Regions from separate parts of the Mus musculus genome. Here region 2 is linked to region 1. A link is a contact called in public HiChIP or PLAC-seq data. All regions are on one chromosome and are shown on one strand. Each heading gives the region's core, a stretch centred on a gene start, on an enhancer-like site or on the middle of the called end of the contact. The rest is flanking DNA. Distances are from core to core; before and after follow the strand shown. Region 1 has its middle 5.1 kb from the start of Gm33388. Region 2 has its middle 20 kb from the start of Gli2.

Region 1 (6,431 bases), core at 2,035-4,534:
TGGACTCACAGAGATTCTCCTGTCTCTGCCTGATTGGAAAGGTTTTCCATGCCTGGAAATGATAAGTTTAAAAATTTTTGTCATTAGCATTATTATTTTAAGTTTTGAGAAAGGGTGTTATGTAGCCCCTTGATGCACGCTTCCAAGATTCTTTGAGGCTGACAGTGTTAGGACTATGGATGAGCATCAACACGTTCTATTTTAACAAGCGCTAGGGCTCGAACTCAGGGCTTCACGTGTGCTAAACAAGCTCACAACCATCTGAGCTATAGCCCCAGCCTCCAAACTTTTCTAGCATAGTACATATTCTGGAAATGGATGGTTACTGATTCAAACCATTAGCAGTAGGTGATGCTCAGGGACTGTCTTAGTTAGGGTTTTCATGTGAACAGACACCACGACCAAGGCAACTCTCATAAGAACAACATTTAATTGAGGCTAGCTTACAGGTTCAGAGGTTCCGTCCATTATCATCAAGGCCGGATCATGGCAGCATCCAGGCAGGCGTGGTGCAGGCAGAGCTGAGAGTTCTACATCTTCATCTGAAAACTGCTAGCAGAATACTGGCTCCTAGGTAGCTAGGACAAGGGTATGAAAGACCACACCCACAAGGGGCACACCTATTCCAACAAGGCCACACCTCCCAACAGTGCCACTCCCTGGGCCAAACATATACAAACCATCACAGGGACACGGTACATAATCTGGAAGTAAATGGTTACTGATTAAAGCCATGAGCAGTCAGCAGTGCTCAGGACCAGGCTCTTTTCCTCTTCCTGGTCTGTCCTTAGCCGCGTGCATGCTTGTAGCCTTAGGGTGGCAACATGGCCCTCTCTGCTCCATGGGAAAGTATAGGATCTCCTAGAAACTCTTGCTGAATCTCATTGGCCAGAGGGAGTCACATGGCTGCTGTGGAGCCAGGGCTGTTGGGAATGCAAGCCGTTCACTGTACTTCCCAGTGTGTGCTGGAGGCCAGGGAAAGGTGGCTGAGGGGCTGAGGATAGGGAGTCACCCAGTCACCAGCTGCCAGAGGAGCTGACTATTCATTTCCCAGGCCACAGACGGGAAGCCGGTGCCAGGGGCAGAGGATGCTTACTCAATAGGCAGTTTGATTGATTGACTTTGACATTCTGGGATGGCAACCAGAGATGCAGAGATAAAGTTGTCTCCTTGCCCTCCAGAGAACGAAGGGGAACAGTAGAAGAGCTGAGATGGTCTGAGCTGGTCTGAGCGTGTGCTTAGGGGCAGGTATGGGCCGAGCACTCGGACTTCTTGCTGGGGTTTCGGTGTTGAAAACAAGGACAACCTTGATCTTCAAATCCCCCTGCCTCTACTTCCCTAGTGCTGAGATTATAGGTATGTACTACCAAGCTTGTTTTATACAGTGCTGGGATCAAACACACGCAGTGCATGCTGGGCAAGCACCCCACCCAGTGAGCTACTCCCCCCAGCTTCATTCAGGCCCAACTGATAGGCACCATTCTAGAGGGTCTGGAGGAGGCAACTGAAGGTCAGGGAAGCTCATATCACATACGTCTATCTCTCTCACACGGGCCCATTCCCTTCATACAAGCCCACTTCCCTCAGACAGGCCCTCCTCTCTTACACAGGTCCACTATGCTCACAGAGGTCCAACTACCTCACACAGACTTACCTCCTTCACACATGCCCACCTCCCTCACAATGCCTTCCTCACACAAGCCCAGAGGCAACGCCTGGGTTTCCTTCATAAATGTGTCCTGGGAGGTGTCATAGTCTCCCAAAGGCCCACTGGTCCTGGGACCTAAGAGTCGAAGCATGGCCAGAGCCCAGCACTCTGTGTGAGGTTGCAAGCACGTGGGTGCACATGTGTGCAGGTCAGAGGTCGAGGCTGGATGTCTTTGTGGATCTCTCCCTGCTCTTGTTTAAAATTTTGTTTGAAATTACATGTTTGTGTATTTATTTTGCATGTGAGTGTATGCGTGTGTGTGGGTACATGCATGGTGTATGTGTGAAGTTCAGAGGTCAACTCTTGGGCGTTGGCTCTTTCCTCCTACCATGTGGGTCGTGGGGGTTGACCTCAAGTCTGATCAGCCTTCACCTGCTGAGCCATCTCCTCGGCCCCTCCTCCTTATTTTCAGATCCAGGACCTCTCATCCACCCGGGTGGAGCGCACTGATTTGGTTGGCCTGGCTGGCCAGTGAGCTTCACCCACTTCCTGAGTGCCGAGTGCGTGCTCCACCTGCTCGCTGGTTTAAGCTGCTTTACGGGGATTCTGGGGATCGAGCTCAAGTCCCCATGCTTGCATGACAAGAACTTTAATGACTGACCCACCTCTCTAGCACCCCATATACCCCAGCATTCTGAGCCTTGGGCTTGGCCACGGTCACTGGGTGTCAGGACCACCTTTCCCAGCTATCTCACAGATTGGCAAGACCCAGGCCTTTTGTATGGCCCCGGGTACCAAGGGGATTTGGAGAATGACTTCGTGCTGATTGTTCTTGGCCAGTTCAGTTCAATGGGGATTTAAAGACCACGTTGAGTGTCATGTTCAACTCCACATTCATGAGAAAAGAAATGTTTGCAGAGTTAAACATTTTTCAGGTGTAAAATCTTGTTTTGATTTTTTTTAGAAAAGATTTATTTATTTTATATAAGTACACTGTAGCTGTCTTCAGACACATCAGAAGAGGGAGTCAGATCTCATTATGGATGGTTGTGAGCCACCATGTGGTTGCTAGGATTTGAACTCTGGACCTCTGGAAGAGCAGTCAGTGCTCTTAACCACTGAGCATCTCTCCAGCCCCCTTGTTTTGATTTTTTAAACTAGTGATTAATTTTTTTTTCCTTAGGGAGATACCAGAGTCCTATGTTATATGTTCCGGGGCTCTAGGCACATGCCTTTATCATTGTGGTAAGCTTGCCCAGGGCTACCTATATTTAGTGCTTTGCTGTTCTTCGAGGTTCTCAGGACATGCAGGCTCCTTGAGATTGTTGTGGCTTTTACCCAGAGAGCCTTGCACAATCCCTGGCACACTCTTGGGAAATGAATGAGGAAACAGATAGAGGAATACTGACTGACCTCCTGGCTGAGTGAATGGCTGAACCACAGAGCAGGTGTCTGGAACGAGGGGCCTGGTGAGGTCCATCATTTCTGGTTTCTATCCAGCCCCTCCTGACAGCCTGTATGTATAGTGAACGAAGCTAAACATAGTAAGCTCACATGCAGGCATGTGAACAGCTCTTCTCCTCCTGCCCAGGGCTGACTGGCAGCTTGTGGGAAGTTTGCACAATCGTGTATGCTTCTTTGATTCTCATTTTTGGGCCATGGAGTCATCGGTGCCTTGGGCCTCTCCCTGTTCATGCTGGATCATCTCTTGGCCACACCAAAGGGACTATGTCTTGTTTGCAGCAGGAACTTCAGATCTAGTCCCAGTCCCCTTCAGGGAATCCACCCTGATTACAGGGCTGCCCGCGGAAGGGTGGGAGCCAAAAGCAGCTTTGCAATCTTTGTTTTGCTGATGAGGTCTAGTATCTAAAGAGACAGGATGGTCAACTGGAAGTGCGGCAAAGCTTGGCCCAGGATGGGCGGGCCCAACATGGCCGGTGCTTTCAGTGACTACCACGGGCTTGTAAATTCAAGCCTAGTCAGCTGGCTGGCCTGAGAACTTGGGTCAGGGGCTCCTCTGTTCCCTCATCTGTGTGGCACTGCAAGGTTGGCATGGAGACCTCCTGTGGTGCTTAGGAGAAGGGGCGGGATCTGGGGAGATGGCAGCTCAGTCTGGAAAGTGTTGGCTGTGCAAGCAGGAAGACCCCAGTTCACTCCCCCAAACCCACATAAGCAAAGTAAACAAACAAAAAACTTCTGTGTGGTGGTTCATGTTTGTAATCCCAGTGCTGGGAGGGCAGACATAGACGGGTCCCTGCAGTTTGTTGAACAGGAAGCCACAGGAGAGTGAAATATTCCATTCTGTTTCTTCTGCCCCATCTTTCCACACGTCTCCCACACGATCCCTCCATGCATAGGCATGAAGGGCCCATGCTGTGCTAGAACTGCCACATCAGAGAGTTCCTGTCCCCACTAGCTGTTCCCGAGGTGGTTGTCCTGTCCACCCACCTTCTCCTGGGCTCCCTGTTCTCACGCACCTCTTGCTTTTGCCAAGTTTGTTCAATCATGATCCGCAACTCCTTGACTCCCTGCAGACTTCCTAGACGCCGGTGGGGCTGGGGGTGGGTGGGTGGGTAGATGCTTTCTCCAGTGCTGACCCTAAAGACCCCAACAGAGGCCATGTGAGCAGTGACATTAGCACTGAGGAGGGGAACGGTGAGCAGCGCTTTAAAGGTCCTCAGAATCCTGCGGGGTGGGCTAGGGATATGGCTCAGTAAGGAGAGGGCTTGTCTGATCCCTATCAACTACTTGGTTTGGGCCTCAGTACCACAGGAACCAGGCATGGTAGTGTAGACCTTTAATTCTGGATATTAAGAGGTAGAAGCAGAAGGGTCAAGAGTTCAAGGTTATCCCCCGCTGCATAGCAAGTTTGAGGCCGGCCTAAGCTACATGAGATCTTGTCTTGGGTTTGCCTATGTGAGGATTTAAGGAACTTGCAATGGGAGGATTAGCACGGGCTATCCGGTAGATACAAGGGGATTAATGAGAGGAGGGCAGCAGGTCACGTGGGGAAGTGGGTATTTTTTTGTGGTTTTTGAGGATGGGAGAGAGGAAGAGGTCAGTAGCTGAGGCTTGTGGGTGTGTCTGGACCTATCAGGATCATCTTAGCACTGGTTGGCTTTTCAGAACTATAAGAGAACAAAAGCCTGTTTCTCTCTCTCTCTCTCTCTCTCTCTCTCTCTCTCTCTCTCTCTGTGTGTGTGTGTGTACAGATGCACATATGTTATTCATGCATATTTGTGTGTGTATGCACATGTGCTAATCCTTGGTGTTGGTCTCAGGAACCATCTTTAGTTTTCCTTCCCCCCCCCCCCCCTGAAACGGAGTCTCTTACCTGGAACTCAGCAAGTCGGCTCTGTGAGCTGTCCAGAATCTCAGGTCAGCTATCTGCACCTCCCCAGCACTGGGACAAGAGCACATGTCATGGCACCCATTTTTTAACACGAGGTCTGGGTTTCATGAATGTACATGAAGCACTTTCTTCCCAGTCCTGCTTTCTCTCCTCACCTTGGGCAGCATCAGAGGACAGCAAGCATGGAGCATTGAACTTCCCAGGGCCCCTGAGAGGAGGTGGCACCTTGTGACTAATTCCAGTCAACAAGACAGAGGTACAATTCACTCACTTCCCATTAGTGTGAGGCTTGACCCGCCGGTGTCCCTCTTCCCTACCATGGCCACTAAGGGTGGCTCAGCTGGCAAGACTGGTGGTGGAGCTTCTATTGGCTTGGGTCCTTAAGTGACTGTGTGGTGCTGATGATCAAGTGTCCCAGCATCTGGGGGTACACCATTAAGGCAGGGTAGCTGGTGCATTCCTGACCAGGGGAATTCTGAGGAGGCTCTGGGTGCCTCAAGGAGAGGACAATTGAGCTTTGGGGAGACACAGAGACAGTTCAGGCAAAGGCCTGGGGTCCTGGGGGCAGCATAGGCCTTGAGGCTGGTCTCTAAGGCTGTGGGGTGGGGGACATTGACTTCACATCAAGGTTTCTCCCTACATGTGCCCTCCTCTCCTACTGTGCATAGCTCCATGAACACCTAGTGAGTGTGCAGGTATCCCATGTGTCCACTCATGGGTGTATGTTGTGAGGGAGCCCTCTGCACACACAGGTCTGCATCTGTCAATAAATGTCTGTTGGTCTTTCTTCCTTCCCTTCCCTTCCCTTCCCTTCCCTTCCCTTCCCTTCCCTTCCCTTCCCTTCCCTTCCCTTCCCTCCCCTCCCCTCCCCTCCCCTCCCCTCCCCTCCCTCCCTCCCTCCCTCTCCTCTCTCTCTCTCTCTCTCTCTTTCTTTCCTTCTTTCCTTCTTTCTTTCTTTCCTTCTTTCCTTCTTTCTTTCTTTTAAGATTTCTGGGTATAGGTCTGCTCCCTACAGGGCAGGAGAAAACTGAAGTGCTAGATATAGGCAGACATCTGATGTTGAGCGTGCAAATGGCAGTCACAAACTGAGGGACAGGTGTGTGGTATGTCATACTTCCAAAATTCTCAACCACGGGCCAGCACGATGGTCAGTGGGTCAAGGTGCTTGCTGCCCAGGCTGAAGACTTGAGTTCAATCTCTGGAACCTATACAGTGGGAGAAAAGAACCCGCTTCTGTGCTTTGTCCTCAGACCTCCACACATGTCATCCCCTGTAGTAAATAAGTAAACAAATAAATAATATATTATATATAAATACATAGTTTATTATATTAATAAATTTAAATAGATATTTTATATATTAAAACATATAATTCCCAGGCAAGAAGATGATGTAAAGGTACAAGGTACAAGGACCTGAGTTCAATTCTTA
Region 2 (6,686 bases), core at 916-3,415, 230 kb after region 1:
GAATCAGCACCCTGAGACAAAAGCAATCAGTAAGCATTCTGCTGAATGAGAAACCGGATCGCATGGGACTCAGTGCTATGGAGCCCAAGGGAGCCAGCATCCTGTCCCTCTTCACAGCACCTCTTAAAGGGCAACAGAACCCCTAATCTGACACCGGAGTGTCACTTGAAGAGCTTGTATGAAAATGGGCAAGATCAGTTAGAGTGGCAAGATCAATCAATTTGATTTGGTTCTCTGGCAAACTCCTATTCATCCTTCAAAACTCTGCTTCTGAGTCACCTCCTCAGAGAAGGCCTCCCTTCGTCCTGGCATTGTGTGAAGGTGAGTCAGTCTGGCCCTCCAGGGTACTGCTCTGCAGCCTGCAAGGTCACTTTCTCTGTGACTCTCAAGAGGCAATGGGTAGGAGGCTTTCTCTCCCCCCCCCCCCCCCACACAGTTATTCATTTAAGGAAAAGAATTCCTGAGGGGCTGGAGATGTGGGTCAGTTGGTACAATGCATAAAGGAAGTCTTAGGTTCAGACCCCGATATGCCCTTGTCTGTGACTCAAGCACCCAGGAGGATCATAAGTTCAAGGTCACCCTTGCTACACAGTGAGTCTGATACCTGCTTGAACTACACGTGATCCTAGCTTAAAAACAAAGATGGTGGGCAAGATGGGTCAGAGGGGAAGGGGCTTGCTGCCAAGGCTGGCAACCTGAGTTTGATTTGTGAAATTCACGGGGTGGAGAGAACCAGATCCCACAAGTTGTCTTTTGACCTCTGCGCATGCGTCATGGCATGCATCAAACCACACAATAAGTAGATAGATAGATAGATAGATAGATAGATAGATAGATAGATAGATAGATATTACAAATTTTAAGTTTAAAAACTAAGCAAGACAAAACACTGTAGGAAGGGCTGTAGTAAGGAATGAATAAGTGAGGTTAGAAAATACCCCAGTGTTGGTCCTTAAAAGCCAAGGTTTTGTTATGCGGAGACCTCAGCTCCCCCACCTACCATCTTTTGAATTCTCTGGGCACCTGCCTCAACCAGTGTCACCCCAAAGGACAGAGCACATCTGAGGTTTGCATGGTAGGAAATCCTGCAGGTCTGTCAGCAAGACAAAGGGTTTTTAATTAAGCACTAATGGCTTTGGGTCCCCCTCCCCTCAAATCCCTATCTTGGGTGTGCCCCCCCCCACAAGGCTTTCTGGATCTGGGAAGATCTAAGAGTTCCAGCAAGAGGAAGAGGGAAGGAGGGGGCAGGGCTGGCTGTAAGACACTGGGGACCGACTTTCCATCCTCACTCTGGCTTTAACTTGAAGCACCCTCTCACCAACCTATTTATTGCGCTCTCTGCCTGAGGTCTCCTCCTCCTCCTCCTCCTCCTCCTCCTCCTCCTCCTCCTCCTCCTCCTCCTCCTCCTCCCCCTCCTCCTCCTCCTCCTCCTCTCCCCTTTCCCCCTCCCCCTCCTCTTCTTTCCATCCTTTCTGTCTTGTTCAGGTAGCAGAGGGTGGCCTCAGTTCGATCTAGGTCTGACCTTGAACTTGCGATCCTCCTGACTCCACCTCCTAAATACCAAGATTCCCGGAGTGCACCGCAGCCACAGTCAGTTAGTCTGTGGCCTCCTGCTCGCTAGGTGAGACCCACTAGCTGAGCCACACCCTCAGTTCTGGGCCAGCTTTTCTAAATTAACCCCTGCCTGTGGTATCCGACCCAGCAACGCCTCCACCTTCAGGTCCTGTCCTGAACTATCTTACCACATCTGTGCACCCAAGAATGGTCTTGCAGCCATGGTACTGTAGCTGTGAAACCCCAGCCCTCGGGAGGCTGAGGCAGGAAGGTTGTTGTTAGTGAGTTCCAGTCCAGCTTGTGCTACAGACTGAGACCTCATTTACACAGAAAAGTACGTTCTTTGCAAGTGTCTGTATGGCTAAACACAGACACACCCTAAATACCTCTCCCCAGCAGATTCGTCAAACGCGATGCAGCAGCAAGTATATAGCCTTACTGTGGAATTGCCACCAAGGAAAGCTTTTGAGGAAGAAGGAAGTTTTGGAACTGTATGCTCAATGGCATGGGGCTTCTCTGAGAAGGAAGGTGGGAAGGACATTTTAGAGGCAGGGACTTCCTGGAAGGAGTGGCAAATACTTCAGCTGACCCGGGAAGGAGAAAGCAGAGATGGGGCCCCCTAGTGGAGAAGGGGTAAAGAGAGGGAGTCATCACCCTAAGCTGGGAGAGGGAGATAACATCTCTAAGGTAACCAGTGACTGGAAAGGTCTGATGATGTGTAATTGACAACCCAGAGCAGACAGACCCAGACAGACCCAGACAGAGCAGTATCGTCTGCCTCTACCCGGGTCATCAGAAAGAAAGGTGCAGAGAACCATTAGACAATGAAAATAGCACTTTTGGTGAGATTGTCCACAGTGCCCAGCTGATGCTGCACCGTCCTTTAGCCACAGGACATTTTTAAAAAATATTTTTATTAGGTATTTTCCTCATTTACATTTCCAATGCTATCCCAAAAGTCCCCCATACCCTCCCCCCCACTCCCCTACCCACCCACTCCCACTTTATGGCCCTGGCGTTCCCCTGTACTGGGGCATATAAAGTTTGCGTGTCCAATGGGCCTCTCTTCCCAGTGATGGCCGACTAGGCCATCTTTTGATGCATATGCAGCTAGAGACAAGAGCTCCGGGGTACTGGTTAGTTCATATTGTTGTTCCACCTATAGGGTTGTAGATCCCTTTAGCTCCTTGATTACTTTCTCTAGCTCCTCCATTGGGGCCCCTGTGATCCATCCAATAGCTGACTGTGAGCATCCACTTCTGTGTTTGCTAGGCCGCGGCATAGTCTCACAAGAGACAGCTATATCTGGGTCCTTTCAGCAAAATCTTGCTAGTGTGTGCAATGGTGTCAGCGTTTGGAAGCTGATTATGGGATGGATCCTCGGATATGGCAGTCTCTAGATGGCCCATCCTTTCGTCACAGCTCCAAACTTTGTCTGCCACGGGACTTTTTAGAACATCAAGGAGATCCTGGGTACTGCCCAGCCTTGGGCTGCAATTGTGGATGGCTGCCATCTGCCGCCTTCGTGATACCATAGATGACTTCAGCAGTGGAGCTGGTTAAGAAGCAACAAGAGAAAATATGTGTAGAGAAGATCACCTGACCAAAACGAAACAAAGAACTAAGTGGGGCTGAGGGTGTGGCTCAGGTGGTAGCATGCTGGCCCAGCACACCCAGATTCGTAAACTAAGCCTGGTGGTCCAGATCTGTAATCTCCGTGTTCTGGAGGTGGAGACACGAGGATCAGAAGTTCAGGGTCATCCTTGGCTACATAGCAAGTCACATAGCCTGTGCTATGTGAGACTCTGTCAGAAAAGAAAAGGAAAAAAGAAGGGAAAAGAGGAGGAGAAAGGGGAGGAGGAGGGGGAGGACTATGGCATGTTTCCTGTCTTGAAGTCAGGAAGCCAACAGAAAGACACATCAAGAGATCTTCAAATGCAGTTGAGTGTGTCAGGGAGCCATGTGATGACAGCATCTTTGGTAGAGGGTGTCCGTCAAGCCACTAGAAGGTTTGTTCTTGTCCAGGAGGGCTTCTTGGAGGAAAGACAGTTTAAGATATCTTCCTGATTAAGATACTGTGTTTGCTTAATCTCTGTACGTATGAAAAATACCAGCAGGTCACAGGTACTTTATTTGCTACTGTGACAAAATGACAAGAAGAGCAACTTGAGGAAGGAAGGAAGGAAGGAAGGAAGGAAGGAAGGAAGAAAGGAAGGAAGGAAAGAAGGAAGGGTCCTTTGGCTCTCAGTTGGAGGTTTCAGTCCATCCTGGCACAGGAGAACAAGGCAGCTGACCACAGTGCATCTGAAAGTAAGAAGCAGGGAAGTAAATGTGGGTGCTTAGCTCCCACTTTTAAACTTTGGTCCTGGACTCCAACCCATAGAAGGGTACCGCCCACACTTAGAGTCAATCTTTCCACGTCTGTTAACTCAGTCTAGAGACCTCCCACAGAGATTTGTCTCCAAGATGATTCTAGATCCACTTGCCAGTAAACCTTAACAATCACACTTGAGAAAATCAACTTAGAAAAAGTTCAGCCAGTGTGATGGCATCTGTCTGTAATCCCAGAACTCGGGGTGCTGCGGCAGAATAGGTGTTCCAGGCTAGCCCACGGTACATGATGAGACCTCTCTTAAGAAAGAGAGAGAGAATGGAAGGGAAAAAAGAGGAAGATGATGAGGGTGGGAATAAGAGAAATAAAGGGGAGAAGAGAGAGGGAAAGATAGATGATAAATAAACATGATAGATAAACAGATGATGGATAGATTATTGGTAGATGATAAATGGATATAGATAGATAGACTAAAAGAAAGGGAGGTAGGGAGGAACGGAAGAAGGAACAGATAGAAGCTTATGGTTTTAGTCTATGGTCACTTGAGCCCATGGCTTTGAGCCTGTGGTGGGGCAGAGCATCGTGGCTGGAGTACATGGCAGAGTAAGACCCACTCACCCCCTCACCAGGGAGTCAAGAGAGCAGGGCATGGAGCTGGGCTCCCTTCAAGGACAAGCCTCCAGTGCTTTAATGACTGCTCGTTTGCCCCCATCTCTTAAAAATTCCTTAGCACGTGAGCCTTAGGAGATACTCAGTGTTCTCCTATAGCAGTTAACCAGGTGTGTCTTGGCTCATGTGCTGGGGGCGGGGGCGGGGATGGGGAGGGGTGGGGCGGGGAGGGGCACACTGTTAAGGAGACCAATGCCAGAAGAAGAGCATGTGATGGGGAAAGATGTCAAGCATCAGCCAGCGAGGGGAGGTTGCTCCCTCGGTGGGTAAATGGCTCAGTATATTGTTCCCAGAGCAGGCAGAGCACCTAAGTCTTATCCCCAGAACCCATAAAAAGCCATGCACTCTATGGTGTGTGTGCCCTTCTAATCCTGGTACTGAAGAGTCAGAGACAGGAGAATCCCCCAGGCTCACTGACTAGCCAGCCTAGACTGCTTGGCAAGCTTCAGACTAATGAGAGACCCTGTCTCAAAACGCAAGGTGGGACTCAGTGGCTAAGACCACTTGCTGCTCTCTCAAAAGGACCAGAGTTCAGTTCCGGGTACCTATATGGGGCAGCTCATAGCTGTCTATAACTCCAGCTCTGGGGAATATGACGGCCTCTTCTGGCCTCTACAAACACCTTCGTGCATCCATGGGCATGTATAGTCATAAACACACACACACACACACAAACACAAATAAATAAATAAATGAATAAATGAATAAATAAAATCTTTAAAAAGAGGTAGACTGAGGCTGCTATGCTGCCAAATCCAAAGACCTGAGTTAGTTTTCCCTAAGACTCACATAGTGAAAAAGAAACAACTCCTACAAGCTGTCCTCTGTCCTCTATGTGAGTAGTGTAACACCCCCTATACACACACACACACACACACACACACACACACACACACACACGGAATATCCAGTATGTCCGTATGAACCTAACATAACAGGAGAGCTATCAACTGATGTGTGTGTACGTGGACCTGGACAGTTACTGCTTCCGTTTGATACAGGGGGATAGCACGGCTTCAATTAAGAAAGTACCATGAGATCACGCCATAGCTAATAAATGGCAGAATTGAGCTTCAAATCCCAGCTCCATTGTGTGGACGCCTGTAAAGAGATTGATTCCCTGGTCTTACAGAGGGAGACAACCATTCACGAGAGTTCTGATAGCCTAATGAGCCCCAGAAATGCCTTTCAAGTCTTCCAAAACCTGATCAGCAGATGACAGAGGCTTTAATTGATAGGAACCAGGAGGTGAAAATGGCTTGCGTTAGGGTGAGCTCACATTCTCCTCTGGTTCTCTTCTGATGAGGAGATAAGGGGAAATGGCAGGATGTCAAATTCCACCCCAACCACCAAGAATCCATCCCTGTCTCTCATGCCTCCAGGCTCCTACCCATCCGGCCCTGAGCCTGCCTTCACCCCCCACGTTGTTGCCTGCCTCCCACAGACACACCCCTCAGGACCTCCCCAGCCCTCCAGCTCCCCAACTCCAGCCAGCAAGATCTCAGAGAAACGCCTAGAAGACCCTCCCAAACGAATGTGGCAAGAGTTACTGAGTGGAAGACATGTCTTCAGTCAACTCCTATTTTAAGGACTGGGAAACTCTGAGGCCTGCTTTCTGGGGACTTCGGTTCACACCACTGGGCCTTCATACCTGGAATTCTCAGCTTTGGACTCCTGGGCCATCAGTCCTCTCAAACTGTCATAAGGTCAACAAACTGAGCTGCACATCCTTCCATGTAGGTCTGGATTGAAGGGAATGTACAGCTTGAGCTAGGACCTTGGCCAAGTCAGAAAGAAGGGCCATTATGTGTTTAATCATCTCCCTTTGAGGAATATTTGGCTTCCAGAAAGTAACATTATGATTTTTTTTTTAACAAAGGCCAAAATTCTCATTTTCCCACGGCTGTACTTGGAGTTTTTTCTCCATTTACTTTTATTTTTATTCATTTATTTATTTATTTTTGCCAGTGGTCTTGGTTTTATTAACCAGGAATGCTCTCCAGAGACCCTGCTGGAGGCTGGCATGTTGGCTACAGGCCTGTCTTCAGCAGTAGGGGGCTGATTTCTCCATAGGAAGCCTGTAAAAGCCCTATTCTGCAAACATGTGAACCACCATGCCCTGATCCTGTCT

Evidence for each region. HiChIP or PLAC-seq counts read pairs in DNA pulled down with a chosen protein or histone mark.
Region 2: an H3K4me3 HiChIP or PLAC-seq map of embryonic stem cells shows a contact between it and region 1, with 6 times the contacts expected there. The contact joins two enhancer-like sites. A contact is called at or near these places in 2 of 484 Hi-C or Micro-C datasets (embryonic stem cells and myocytes), 7 of 115 datasets of contacts at active chromatin or transcription factors (all in embryonic stem cells) and 1 of 9 other capture datasets (embryonic stem cells).

The regions. Positions count from the first base shown.
Region 1 is chr1:119,297,129-119,303,559 of GRCm38.p6, reverse strand. No RefSeq gene overlaps it. Among named protein-coding and RNA genes, the nearest start is that of Gm33388, 5.1 kb to the left of the region's middle. Within about 2 kb of position 3,284, at least 38 of the 459 cell types and tissues checked have an H3K27ac peak or open chromatin away from gene starts, as enhancers often do. A contact at or near this core is called in embryonic stem cells, where this site is marked.
Region 2 is chr1:119,070,575-119,077,260 of GRCm38.p6, reverse strand. No RefSeq gene overlaps it. Among named protein-coding and RNA genes, the nearest start is that of Gli2, 20 kb to the right of the region's middle. Within about 2 kb of position 2,165, at least 12 of the 459 cell types and tissues checked have an H3K27ac peak or open chromatin away from gene starts, as enhancers often do. A contact at or near this core is called in embryonic stem cells, where this site is marked.